Linked DNA regions of Mus musculus: region 1 is linked to region 2. Evidence: chromatin contacts called from public Hi-C data. All regions are on one chromosome and are shown on one strand. Each heading gives the region's core, a stretch centred on a gene start, on an enhancer-like site or on the middle of the called end of the contact. The rest is flanking DNA. Distances are from core to core; before and after follow the strand shown. Region 1 has its middle 16 kb from the start of Khdc1a. Region 2 overlaps Paqr8 (progestin and adipoQ receptor family member VIII).

Region 1 (5,647 bases), core at 2,030-4,529, 400 kb after region 2:
AGAATGCAAGTCTCTCAGCATCGTTGGTGTGAGTTCGTGTGCAAGGGATGGGGATCGCTCCTCAGAACCAGAGAGAATGCCCAGTGTCGGGAAGCAGGCTTCGGGCTTGGGCAAGCATTCAAAGTGGGAGCTAGAAACTGGGAAGATGGCTGAAGAAGGTGCTTCATGCGCTCGCATGTTAGATTTCGAGCGAAGATGTCTACAGGGAGTATGGGCAAGGCTGGAGCTGGCACATGGGTTTGGTGAGCTTTAAGAACACGGCTGTGGACTTAGTCTTGAAAAGAAAACTTTTACTGGATTCTTCTAGGAAGAATCTGTACAGAAATGAGATACAGGAAACTGGTAGGAATCTCACACATGACCCTGGCTCACGTGTACCTGAACCCAAACACATATACACATATTAGTAATAAAATAAAGAGGATTTAGCAGTTAGAAGCACTTGCTACTAAGCCCAATGACCTAAGTTCAATTCCCAGTACCCACAAGGTGGAGAGAGAGAACTCCTGCCCCTTGTCCTCTGATTTTTCATAAATGCCACAGTATGTCAGAGTGCTCTCCCCACCAACACCCCCATACGCACACATACTCAAGAACTGTAGCTTTAAGAAAAGAGAAGACGGGATGGAGAGGTGGCACATTGCTTAAGAACACTGGCTGCTCTTCCAGGGTTCAATTCCCAGCACATATATGGCAGCTCACAACTGTCTGTGAATCCAGGCCCAGGGGATCTGACACCCTCATGCCAATGTCTGGGTAGGCAAAAACACCAATGCACATAAAATAAAAACTTGAAAAAAACTGTTTCTTAAAAAAAAGAAAGAAAAACCAGGCAGTGGTGTTGCACACCTTTAATCCCAAGTGCTGGGATTAAAGGTGTGCAACAGGTAGAGGCAAGAGACAGGTGGATTTCTGAGTTCAAGGCCAGCCTGGGCTACAAAGTGAGTTCCAGGACAGCCAGGGCTACACAGAGAAATCCTGTCTCAAAAAAACAAAAACAAAAAAAAACAAAAAAACAAAAAAAAAAAAACAAAAAACAACAACAACAAAACAAAGCAAAAAGAAAAGAAAGAAAAGGAAAGAAGGAAGGAAAGGAGGGACAGAAAGGGAAGGAAGGAAAGAAGGAAGGGTGTGTGTGTTATTTTTCCTAAAGTAGAACTGAAAAGGTGGAAAGGTTTACCAATCAGGACACATGAACACCTGCATAGGCGGCGAGGGTGTTCTAGAGTCTGTAAACAACACATCTCAGTAGGGGAGAGCCTTTGGTCTCTTAGCATGTCTTCAGGTGTTGTGGTAAATCTCCAACCCAAATAAGCCCGGGCAATGAAAACACAACTCAATTAATATGAATACATGCTGTGTTGTGTGCCTAGATTGGGCAGATCTACCACTACACTACCATCTTCCCCATATAAGAGACCCCTTATAACTTGCGGTTTCTCCAGGCCAGGTGCTTCTGCTCCACTTTCCTTCTTCTGCCTCCTCTGTTGTCCTCCTCCTCCTCCCAACCCCCCCCCCTCCCAAAACTTTCAACTCTACCTTCCTCTCTTTCTCTGCCCAATCACCAGCTCTAGCCTTTATTTATAAATTAAGGTGGGAAGAAGATTTACCTGAATGCTGACTCATTCCTTGTTTGCAGCCCCTCACAGGAGAACAGAATTAACATCAAATACAATTAGCCCCAGGGCTATCCACAACAAGATAAGGCTATCCAATCTCAGTAGGAGAGAGCTATTGGTCTCTTAGCATGTCTTCAGGTATATCACGTTTCTTGTTATTTCCCCCCCTCGGGTGATGTGATCCATTTGGCTAAATCTGTTTTGTTTTGTTTTGAGACAGGGTTTATCTGTATAGCCCTGGCTATTCTGGAACTCACTCTGTAGACCAGGCTAGCCTCCAACCCAGAGATACACCTGCTTCTGCATCCCGAATACTATGTGCTACCACCATGCAGACATGAATTTTCTAATATTAGCTCTCTGGTACTGAGAGAGGTAGAACAACTGGATATATTCTTCTGGGTGACTAAATCTAGGGACTTACTTATACTAGTCAAGGGTTGTGTCACTGAGCTACACCCTAGCCCTTACATATATATCTTAATTGAGTTTTGTTTTTTTTTTTTTCTGAGCAAATGTTTAGAAATTAAAGTAATAAAATTTTACTTTTTTTTCTTTCATGATGTTATACAATAAAATATTAGTTATCTACAGTTCATTCTTTTTTTTTTTTTTTTGAAAAAAGTTGGGAACTAGAGAGATGGCTCAGCAGTTAAGGCCCCTAGCTGCTCTCCTCAAGGACCCTGGTTTGATTCCCAGCACCCACCCACATTGCAGCTCACAAACATCTGTGACTCCAGCACCAGGAGACCCAATGTCCTCTTCTGGCTTCCTGGAACACTGTAACATGGGGTAACAGACATACACTCAAGCAAAACACACATATGGATACTGTGGTATTAGTATTTTAATAAATCCCGGTGAGGGGTTACTACCCACCTCAATGGTTGATGTTCCTGGATGAAAGACACACACACACACACACACACACACACACACACACAGCCTTTATATTTAATATGCCTTAAGCTGCACAATAGCTAACCTCCAGTTGTTAGAATCTTCTTCTATCCATAACCCCATTGTTTCTTACTAATTTCTATGTTCCCTCTGGGCCACGTTTTCTTGTCTCACAGCCCAGGATGCTCTCCTTGCTTTTTTATCCCATGGCATCTCTTGTCTCTACCCTGCACACTCCTAAGGCATGGCATCTCTCTCCTCTCCTGCTTCCTAGCAGCCCCAAGATCCCAAGCCCAGGAACCCTAAGTCCTCGCTCTCTCTCTCCTCCCCAACTATTGGCAGCTCGTATCTTTATTTACCAATCAGAATTAACTGGGGGCAGGTGCGTAGAAGCTATGTGCAGACTCTCTCGTTGTAAACAATTTTGGGGTGGGGGTGGGGCGAAATTATCATCAAAATACAAGCAGCTACAGCATACAATACAAATAAATCTTAAGAAAATTAACAGTTTGGTAAAACTATGTCCCGACCCGCAGGACTCAGTTATTCTGGGGGCGGAGGGGTCCGAGGGGGACCATGCCTGAAAGAGAAACGGGCGAGAAAGAAGGAGCGAGACTAAGCAATGATTGTCAAGGTCTGTTTATTGTGAGCAAGGTTACAGAATATAAGAAAGAAGGAGGAAGTAAAGAGGGAGAAACCTGCGGGAGCCTCAGCCCGGGGGCGGGGGTGGTTCTACATAACTGCCTGGGAATACACTATCTACTCTTAGCTCAGGGGACATTCTGTGGTTTTTCTCGGAAAGTTTGCAGAGACTATTATCTGATCTTGATGTTCTGTCAGCTGTCATTTCAAAAGGTCAGAAGTTTCTCAAGAAGGGAGGGGAACTTTGGCTCACAGTACAATATCCATCCCCAACAAAACTAGTTATAAAAATCAAGAATTGACAAAACAAAACAAACAAACAAAAAGCCGGGCGTGGAGGCACACAGCTTTTATCCCAGCACTTGGGAGGCAGAAGCAAGCGGATTTTTGAGTTCGAGGCCAGCCTGGTCTACAAAGTGAGTTCCGGGATAGCCAGGGCTACACAGAGAAACCCTGTCTCGAAAAAAAAAAAGTAAAAATAAGAAGTATGTAAAGGAGACAAAAATCAAGTGTGCTTAAACTTCAAGTACCAGGAAACCCTGGTCAAACTAGGCATACAAGAGGTCCAGGCACAACTTGTCAAGGGCTCAAATTCAATCTCTGTATGTCTCCTCCCTCTTCAGTCTGGTAACACAATACTCGTGTTGCTGCCCAAATCATACTGGGTCCTAGCCCCCAGGAGAAGAGTTGAGATTCGTTCCTGGTTCTCTTCTCAGAAGGGAGAAAAAACATTTTCTAGAAATGCCCAAATTTTCCTTAATTGTTAAACTGATGCCATTTCTTTAACCAATCGCTGGCAAGAATGATGGGATTGTCTCTGTCAGTGTACACCAATCAGCTGGAGTCGTGCTAGCCAAGACCAACTAGGTTCTTGCCTTCTACAAGGTTCTTGCCTTCTGTATTGGAGGTCCTCTGGGTATTTTTAACTTCCAAATGTCAGCCAGTACCTGGTGACAGTGGTGTAGTTCTCCAATTGTTTATTTGTTAGGGAATAAGAGTCTGCAGACTCTAATGTAGAGTACAATAGAAACTATATTCTCATACAAATTCGCTTCCCTATTTTCTTTTTAAGATTTATTTATTTATTTAATTGCATACACTGTAGCTGTCTTCAGACATACCAGAAGAGGGCATCTAATCTCATTATGGATGGTTGTGAGCCACCATGTGGTTGCTGGGATTTGAACTCAGGACCTCTGGAAGAGCAGTCAATGCTCTTAACCTCTGAGCCATCTCTCCAGCTCCGCTTCCCTATTTTCTGGTAGCAGAAAATTACTGACACATTTGGTCTCAGGTTGGTTGTTAAGAAATTGGCAGGGCTGGTGAGATGGCTCAGTGGGTAAGAGCACCCGACTGCTCTTCCGAAGGTTCAGAGTTCAAATCCCAGCAACCACATGGTGGCTCACAACCATCCCTAATGAAATCTGATGCCCTCTTCTGGAGTGTCTGAAGACAGCTACAGTGTACTTACATATAATCAATAAATAAATCTTTAAAAAAAAAAAAAAAAAGAAATTGGCAATCATGCCAGGTGTGGTGGCACACGCCTTTAATCCTAGCACTCGGGAGGCAGAGGCAGGTAGATCTCTGAGTTTGAGAGCAGCCTGGTCTACAGAGTGAGTTCCAGGACAGCCAGGGCTACACAGAGAAACCCTGTCTCGTAAAACCAAAAAGAAAAAAAAAAAGAAAAAAAAAAAAGAAATGGGCAATCCCAAGTGTATCAGAGGTCCTTATACTTCTCATCCTTCTTGTGTGAGTACACATTCATGTGGGTAGCTTACATTAAAACAACCCTTGGCTCCATTTGTCTCATTTGCAGCCCTTACCTTTCCCAAAACACAAGGTAGCAAAAGCTGTGAGCTAGCATTAGCTACCACACTGCCCCCACTATCTTTGACCCTGTGTTTCTGAGCCTATTGTGGTACTCTCCATAATACTAGTACCATAACTACACACTGGTGTATTCTATTGTAGTCACTGAACCTGGTATGGGGGAATTTCTTCTAGCTTTAACACCAAAGTTAAATATTTGCTATTTCCTCAGAGGGATAATACTTGAGAAAGAGATCACAAAGCTGTGTAGAGGGTTCGCTTTCTGAAAGGAGAAATTCACACCTCCTGGTCCTGCATATGTATTTGTGTGTATGTGTGTGTGTGTGTGTGTGTGTGTGTGTGTGTGTGTGTGTGTGAGAGAGAGAGAGAGAGAGAGAGAGAGAGAGAGATGTATAAATGTTTTTGAAATTCTACTACCCCTCTTTCTAATATAAGGCCACACAGGGAAACTTAGAAAAGTATGAACTTTTATAGTTCCTGTTTTTACTCAAGAAACAAAGAAACACTCAAAATGTGGCTATTAACCTGATACCAAATAGCCCCACAGGATAAGAGGAAAGAGGAAGTCAGATGTTTGGCATTCAAAAGCAACAGCACTCAAGTAATTCAAGGTGGGCTACATTGTTGGTTAAGTTTTGTCCATTTGAAAGAAT
Region 2 (6,462 bases), core at 2,243-4,742:
CTGTCTTCAGACACGCCAGAAGAGGGCATCAGATCCCCATTACAGATTGCTGGTTGCTGGGAATTGAACTCAGGACCTCTGGAAGAGCAGTCGGTGCTCTTAACTGCTGAGCCATCTCTCCAGCCCGAGGCGCTGCTTGTAAATGCCTAAAGGAGATAGGAACAAGCTAGAGGCCGATCCGTTGGGTTGGTATTCTGTGTTTACTTACCTTGTGAGCCAAGTGCAGAGCTAAATTGTAGAGGCTTCTCAGCAAAAGCAGTCCCCAAGTGCCTGTCATGCTAAGTGGTGGCTGCTTTGTTCCAAATGTCACCAGAACATTAATGTGTATATTTTATCTTTTCAAAGTACCCTTTACTTCTGCCCACCTGACTATTATTTCTTATTTTCCTGAGGCTTGGCTAGAGCGGAAGTCACCTCCTCTTACCTACATCTTTTGGCAGTCACACTGAGGAGTTCAGTGTCTTAACTGAGCCTGACAAACCCTGACAACCAGTCTTCCTGACTAACAACTCAATAGTTCTTTCCCTCCCCCTTTAAGAGCTATTCAGTCAGTAGTCGCTAATCATCTTCCATATGCTAGATACTATTTTAAATATGGAAACTTCTGCAAAACCAGTCCCTGTCTTGAACTATCTGGTGACTCGTGAGGACGTGGGTGGAGTACACCAATGATCATGTGCAGAAGAGACGTGAGTAGAGAAAGCAAAACTGGATACTACAAGAACTAGGCAAAGCTGTAACTAGGCACACCTGATGAGGAAGGGCTTTTTCTTAGAGAGTGAGCTGGAGTGGAATGGTTAGAACACAGTAAGGTTGCAAGGGTGGAAGCAACTATGGGAGATGGAGACTGCTGGACACTGTAGAAGATTCATTGCTGCGATCCAGGCTCTAGGCCATTGACATTGTGTGGTCTCGGGGGGGGGGGGGGGGCGGTAAAGTGTAAGCTAGTTCTACAGAGAAAGACCCAGTCTTAAAGGCAAGGCATAGAGTTTGCATTGTAAGCAAGTGGGCATTTGCGGAGGAACAAGATGACAGAGTTCCATTTTAACTATCACCAGGAAGTGGGTGGAGACCACACTGAAGGTTGAGGGTGTGAGGCAGGGGAGGTTTACTAACAGGAGAAAGGATACTCATGGGGCTGATGTTGCTATAGTGGAAGTTATTGTTAGAGTTGTGAGTTAAAGAGAGAACGCATAAATAGAAAGAGCACATGGATTCTAGAGATGATGTGCTGAAGCCTGTAGGCCTGGATGTCCTGAGATGCAGGGGAAGGAGCAAGTCTGGACTGAAGATGTTTGAAGACAGTGACTTTGAACTGCCTATGCCACATTCAGCTGGACACTTTTAGAGCAGTCGGTTATTTAAAAAAACCCTAATCTCAGGGACGCTCTGGCCAAAGGAATGTTTGGGAATCTCCTGGTCTAGATAGTGGCTGAAGGGCCTGGAAAAAGAATCGGGGTGGGAGGAGGGATGAAGATGTTCCAGGTGGCTTCTGGGTCTCCCATAGTTGGCGGGGATGGTGAGAGAAAAGAACCGAGAGTGACAGTGGGAATCTTTGATACTCAGGGCAGATAAGCATTGGAACCTGCTGGAAGGGGACAGTACTGCTTCCTTCCTGCACTTACTTCTCTTGCTGTTGTGAGACGACGTCTCACAATGCGGTCAAGTGTGTTCTCGAACCCTCAACCCCTCTGCTTTCCAGATGCTGCCTGGGTCTATTAGCCTGTGCCATCCCTCCTGGCACACCCTCCATTTTCCTTCTATAATATTGAACGTCATCTCTTACTGATACCACTGCACTTACCCCATTCTCTCTTGTGTTACTCCCAAATAGTCCCCCAGCTATGGACCCACCAAGAAGCCACAGCATCCCCCCATTCATATTTCGTTCCTTTGTATCCTTCTAGACCTAACACCAATCCATGTTCCTCATGACTGGCCTACACTAGTCTGTTCCATAGAGATTTGTTTGAGCTTCACTCCACTCTACACTTGATTTTGGGCTAACTAGTGATTTGGGCTGGAGAATTCTCTTTAGAATAACTCTTTTGAGGAAAGGGGTGTAGTTTTAATCTTTCTCTGTGGCCTGGAGTCTGGAGTAGGCTATTTCCTGTTATAGGGAAGTTCTCCTTGGACAAAGTGACTGACTTGAGTTTATCTGTTTGAAGTGGCATCTTGAGGATTGAACTTGTAGCCTTGAGCAGAAGAGGGCAGCCAAGTAAGTCTGTAATGGATCTCATTCTGAGGTGGTATCTTGGTTGGCTGCTAACCACATCATAGGAAGGAGTATGGAAGGGAGAAGTCAAGAGTGAGGGATGGATCTTTCCTCAGAATGGGCACTAGGAATGTGGAATGTACTGTACCTGTATCAACACTGAGATGTCAAGATTCAAAATGAACTCAAACTTTACAGCTGGTCTTTAGAAGCCTTCCTTCTACAAGCAATGTCCACTCTGGCTCGATGAAAATAAAGACTATTAGGTAAGATAGCAAGGCTCCACGAGAAGTATCTTAGGAATTTCATGTTAATAAGAATTATAACTCATTGCCATGACTGTATGACTGGAGTATAAGCGATAAAGTGAGAGCTCCAGCATCCATGATGAGTTGGGTTCACTGACCTATCCCAATATGCCAAGTAAAGTCTCAAGTGATGGTGAAAATAGAGAGAGGGGGGATTTACTCAACACATTGGGAAGAGGAACAGACTAATGAGTCTAGGAACTCCCAAGATGGTCTTCAAGTCACTAAAGTGAGACCTAGGTTGACTAGCATAAGAATGGAGGCAGAAGAGCAAGACGTATTCACAAATGAGCAGTCCCCATCTAGGTGTGATCTGGTCAGTCGTAGATTCAGTTCTGCTCGGAAGAAGTCCTTATTTCTTGAAGGGATCAATCTAGTCTTCAGTGTGATATGATGGCCTGTTATATCCTGGATAATTCCTTTAGGTTAAGAAGGTGGTCAGTCCCATCACGTCCTTTTGGCTGTCCTAGAATTAAAGGTAAATGCAGGTTTAGGACAGTGACTTGCCTCTGTGCTTTAACCTTGAAAGAAGATGAGACAGGTTGGGAAGGCACTCTGAGTGGTTAATATGCATATACAAACTCAGGCAGGAGACTGTCCCAAAGTAAAGGTGACAGCTATACCGTGAAGGCAGTAATGTCACACTTTCATCTTGCAATCAGCTTCCTTGTAGGCAATGATAAGGAGTTAGTGGGTTTTTAACAAAACAGCATCGAGTGTCCGTTATGACTGTGGTTTTGTTGGTTACTCTCAAAGGGAGGGTTTCCTATCAGACAAAGAGGTAGTTACTTTGGAAAGAACAGTGAAATAGTACCCTCTTTTTCTGACAGGTTTAGAATTTCATACCCCTAGACCCCCAAAGGAAAACGTAAGCCTTTTCAGTCTTTAGAAAGACGATCTTTACAACACCCAAATTGCTTGGCCATTTAAGAAATTATGTTCTGGGTTGGATAATGGCAGTTTTATTGCTGACTAACCAGGATTCACTCGCAGGGGCACAACACAGAGAGCTATGAGGGAGATTCAACAACTGAGGTGGCTGCATTTTAAACATCTAATTTGCAAAGGAAATGGTGATTCTGCTGTGTGTGTGTGTGTGTGTGTGTGTGTGTGTGTGTGTGCATGAGTACATGGGAATGTGTGTGTGTTCCTTTGAACACACCAGAAGAGGGCATCAGATCCCATTACAGATGGTTGTGAGCCACCATGTGGTTGCTGAGAACTGAACTCAGGACCTCTGGAAGAGCAGTCAGTGCTCTTAGCTGTTGGGTATCTCTTCAGCTCAATCTTTCCCCTTTCTGCTTCTTAGTTCCATTAACCTCTTCCTAGTTAGTTTTCTGTGAGAGCAAAGTAGAAATACCCAATGCTAGCAGAAATTCAGTATGCACTCAGAAAGGGCACGAGTAGTAGGAAGACTGGAGGAGCTTTAATAACAGGCTCAGCAGCTGTAGCTGTCTGAAGACCAGCAAGTGAGCAGCATCACACACCATCTTCTCTCAGAGCAGACTGATAGCCATTAGTTCCCAGAACCGAATAGGCTTCATTCCATCCATTAACCAAACCCTAAAGTTGAAGTCGTTAGAAATTCTTTTGTCACTTGGCTATAGGGACCCACTGATAGATAGATATCCTATCCCAGAGGATAGGAGGATGAGAAGGGTGAATTTGTGAAGCACTGTATCATTTACCTCTGGATACAGAACTGTATGTGCTTGGTATGACTTTCCCAACACTATGGAAAGTGTCCCATTGATGTATCTGAATGGAGCCTACTGCTCAGCGTCTTTCTGCATGGCATCCTACCCTCAGTGTCTCCCAACCATAAAACTGGAAATGGTAATAATTTCATTTCTTTTTTTTTCCTGGTACTGGCTTTTTATTATGGACTATATGACCATGTATTTTTTTTTAATTAGGTATTTTCCTCGTTTACATTTTCAATGCTATCCCAAAGGTCCCCCATACCCACCCCCTCAATCCCCTACCCACCCACTCCCCCTTTTTGGCCCTGGCGTTCCCCTGTACTGGGGCATATAAAGTTTGCAAGTCCAATGGGCCTCTCTTTGCAGTGTGAACCTGGAGGGTATCATCCTGAGTGAAGTAACCCAATCACAAAGGAACTCGCACAATATGTACTCACTGATAAGTGGATATTAGCCCAGAAACTTAGGATACCCAAGATATAAGATACAACTTGCCAAACGCATGAAATTCAAGAAGAACGAAGACCAAAGTGTGGACACTTTACCCTTTCTTAGAAATGGGAACAAAACACCCATAGAAGGAGTTACAGAGACAAAATTTGGAGCTGTGACGAAAGGATGGACCATCTAGTGATTGCCATATGCAGGGATCCATCCCATAATCAGCTTCCAAATGCTGACACCATTGCATACACTAGCAAGATTTCGCTGAAAGGACCCAGATATAGCTCTCTTTTGTGAGACTATGCCGGGGCCTAGCAAACACAGAAGTGGATGATCACAGTCAGCTATTGGATGAGTCACACGGCCCCTAATGGAGGAGCTAGAGAAATTACCCAAGGAGCTAAAGGGAACTGCAACCCTATAGGTAGAACAACAATATGAACTAATCATTTCTTTTTTAAAAAGACTTATTTTTATTTTTGCACATGTGTGTGTGAGTCTGTATGCTGCAAGTGTGCCAGTGGCCACAGAGGCCAAAGGAGGTCACTAGATCCCTTGGAACTGGTATCACAGGTAGTCATGAGTGGCCTGAGGTGGCAACTGGGAGCCAAACTCGGGTCCTTTGAAAAAGCAGCAAGCTCTTAAATAATGCCTATCTCTCTACCCCCTGACCTCACTTTCTTACCTCCTTTACAAGAGAGATAACAGGAGCCTGTGTATGAACAGCAGAGTTCCATAAAAACCAGCATCTCCAGAAAAGATGTTGCTAATGGCAGCGGGACATATTGAAAGACATATTCTGTCTCCCAGGCTCATCCCTGTAGACGCCCCTTCAAGCTCAGCCTGAGAAGCCCAGGCACTGTCCAATCAATGGTGGAGACACCAAGTAGCTAGCTTGCTTACTCTCTCTCTCTCTCTCTCTCTCTCTCTCTCTCCCTCTCTCCCTCTCTCTCTCTCTCCTCCCTCCCTCCCTCTGTCCCTCCCTCTCTCTTTCTTTCTACTTTTAGAAGAATGATGATATCTTAATATTACTTCCTTCTATATTGTCTTTTTCTGTGTTTCTCTTTCTGTAACCTTTGTTGTTTTTCTCTTGGTACCTTCAATTTCTATGTTGATCCTTAGTTCAGAGTCTGTTCCTGGCGAGATACTATGGTTTTGTGTGTGTGTGTGCGCACACGAGTGTGTGCGCTCCTGTTTGATGGGCGATGGATAAGTGGATGTCTTGGCACAGGTTGATGAATGCCATGGTAGAAGAATAAGGCACACACAAACCACCGTGCTTGTGGCAATAATAAGAGCATAAAAGTTTTTGGGTTTAGAACCAAGCATCTTGTTAACTACTTTCCAGGCTTCCTATATTGTAGCTCTTACTTCAGTGTGTGAGACAGCTCCTCATAAACTATTTCATAGAGGAGAGATTTCAGGCTAGAGGCATATGACTTGTGACATCAGTGTTCAGGACTGGAACCTAGGTCTCTCTGCCAGTGTCACACAGAGGAGTTCACTCAGAGGTTGCATTTTCTAGGTTTGTGACCAAACACAGGTTTTTTGAGTTGCAGGATATGGTAGAACTATTTACTTGGGGGGCTGAAGTAGGAGTTTCATGTGTTAAAGGCTAGCCTTCGATACAGAACACAACCCTGTCTCATAACAACACAAACAACAACAAAAGCAGAGGTGTCGAAGAGATAGTTCATTGGTTAGAGCGCTTGTCAGTCTTGTAGAGGGCTCGGGTTTAGTTCTCTGAGCTCCACTAGAATCAGGCACATGTGTGGTACATGCAAGCAAAACA

What was found. A called contact is a pair of places that touch in the nucleus more often than the background predicts.
Region 1: a Hi-C map of the G1E-ER4 cell line shows a contact between it and region 2, with 6 times the contacts expected there. The contact joins two enhancer-like sites. A contact is called at or near these places in 1 of 39 promoter capture datasets (cranial neural crest), 2 of 15 datasets of contacts at CTCF or cohesin (the NIH/3T3 cell line and pro-B cells), 30 of 484 Hi-C or Micro-C datasets (B cells, the Ba/F3 cell line, the G1E-ER4 cell line and 17 more), 2 of 115 datasets of contacts at active chromatin or transcription factors (astrocytes and hepatocytes) and 1 of 9 other capture datasets (adipose tissue).

What each region holds. Positions count from the first base shown.
Region 1 is chr1:21,330,507-21,336,153 of GRCm38.p6, forward strand. It overlaps the pseudogene Gm21909. Among named protein-coding and RNA genes, the nearest start is that of Khdc1a, 16 kb to the right of the region's middle. Within about 2 kb of position 3,280, at least 65 of the 459 cell types and tissues checked have an H3K27ac peak or open chromatin away from gene starts, as enhancers often do. A contact at or near this core is called in the G1E-ER4 cell line, where this site is marked.
Region 2 is chr1:20,925,494-20,931,955 of GRCm38.p6, forward strand. All of the region lies in intron 1 of Paqr8 (progestin and adipoQ receptor family member VIII), which reads left to right. It overlaps Gm51618 (a long non-coding RNA gene), which reads right to left. Exons shown (of 3, transcript XR_003947758.1): 2 at 2,364-2,989; 3 at 64-146. Among named protein-coding and RNA genes, the nearest start is that of Gm24171, 13 kb to the left of the region's middle. Within about 2 kb of position 3,493, at least 19 of the 459 cell types and tissues checked have an H3K27ac peak or open chromatin away from gene starts, as enhancers often do. A contact at or near this core is called in the G1E-ER4 cell line, where this site is marked.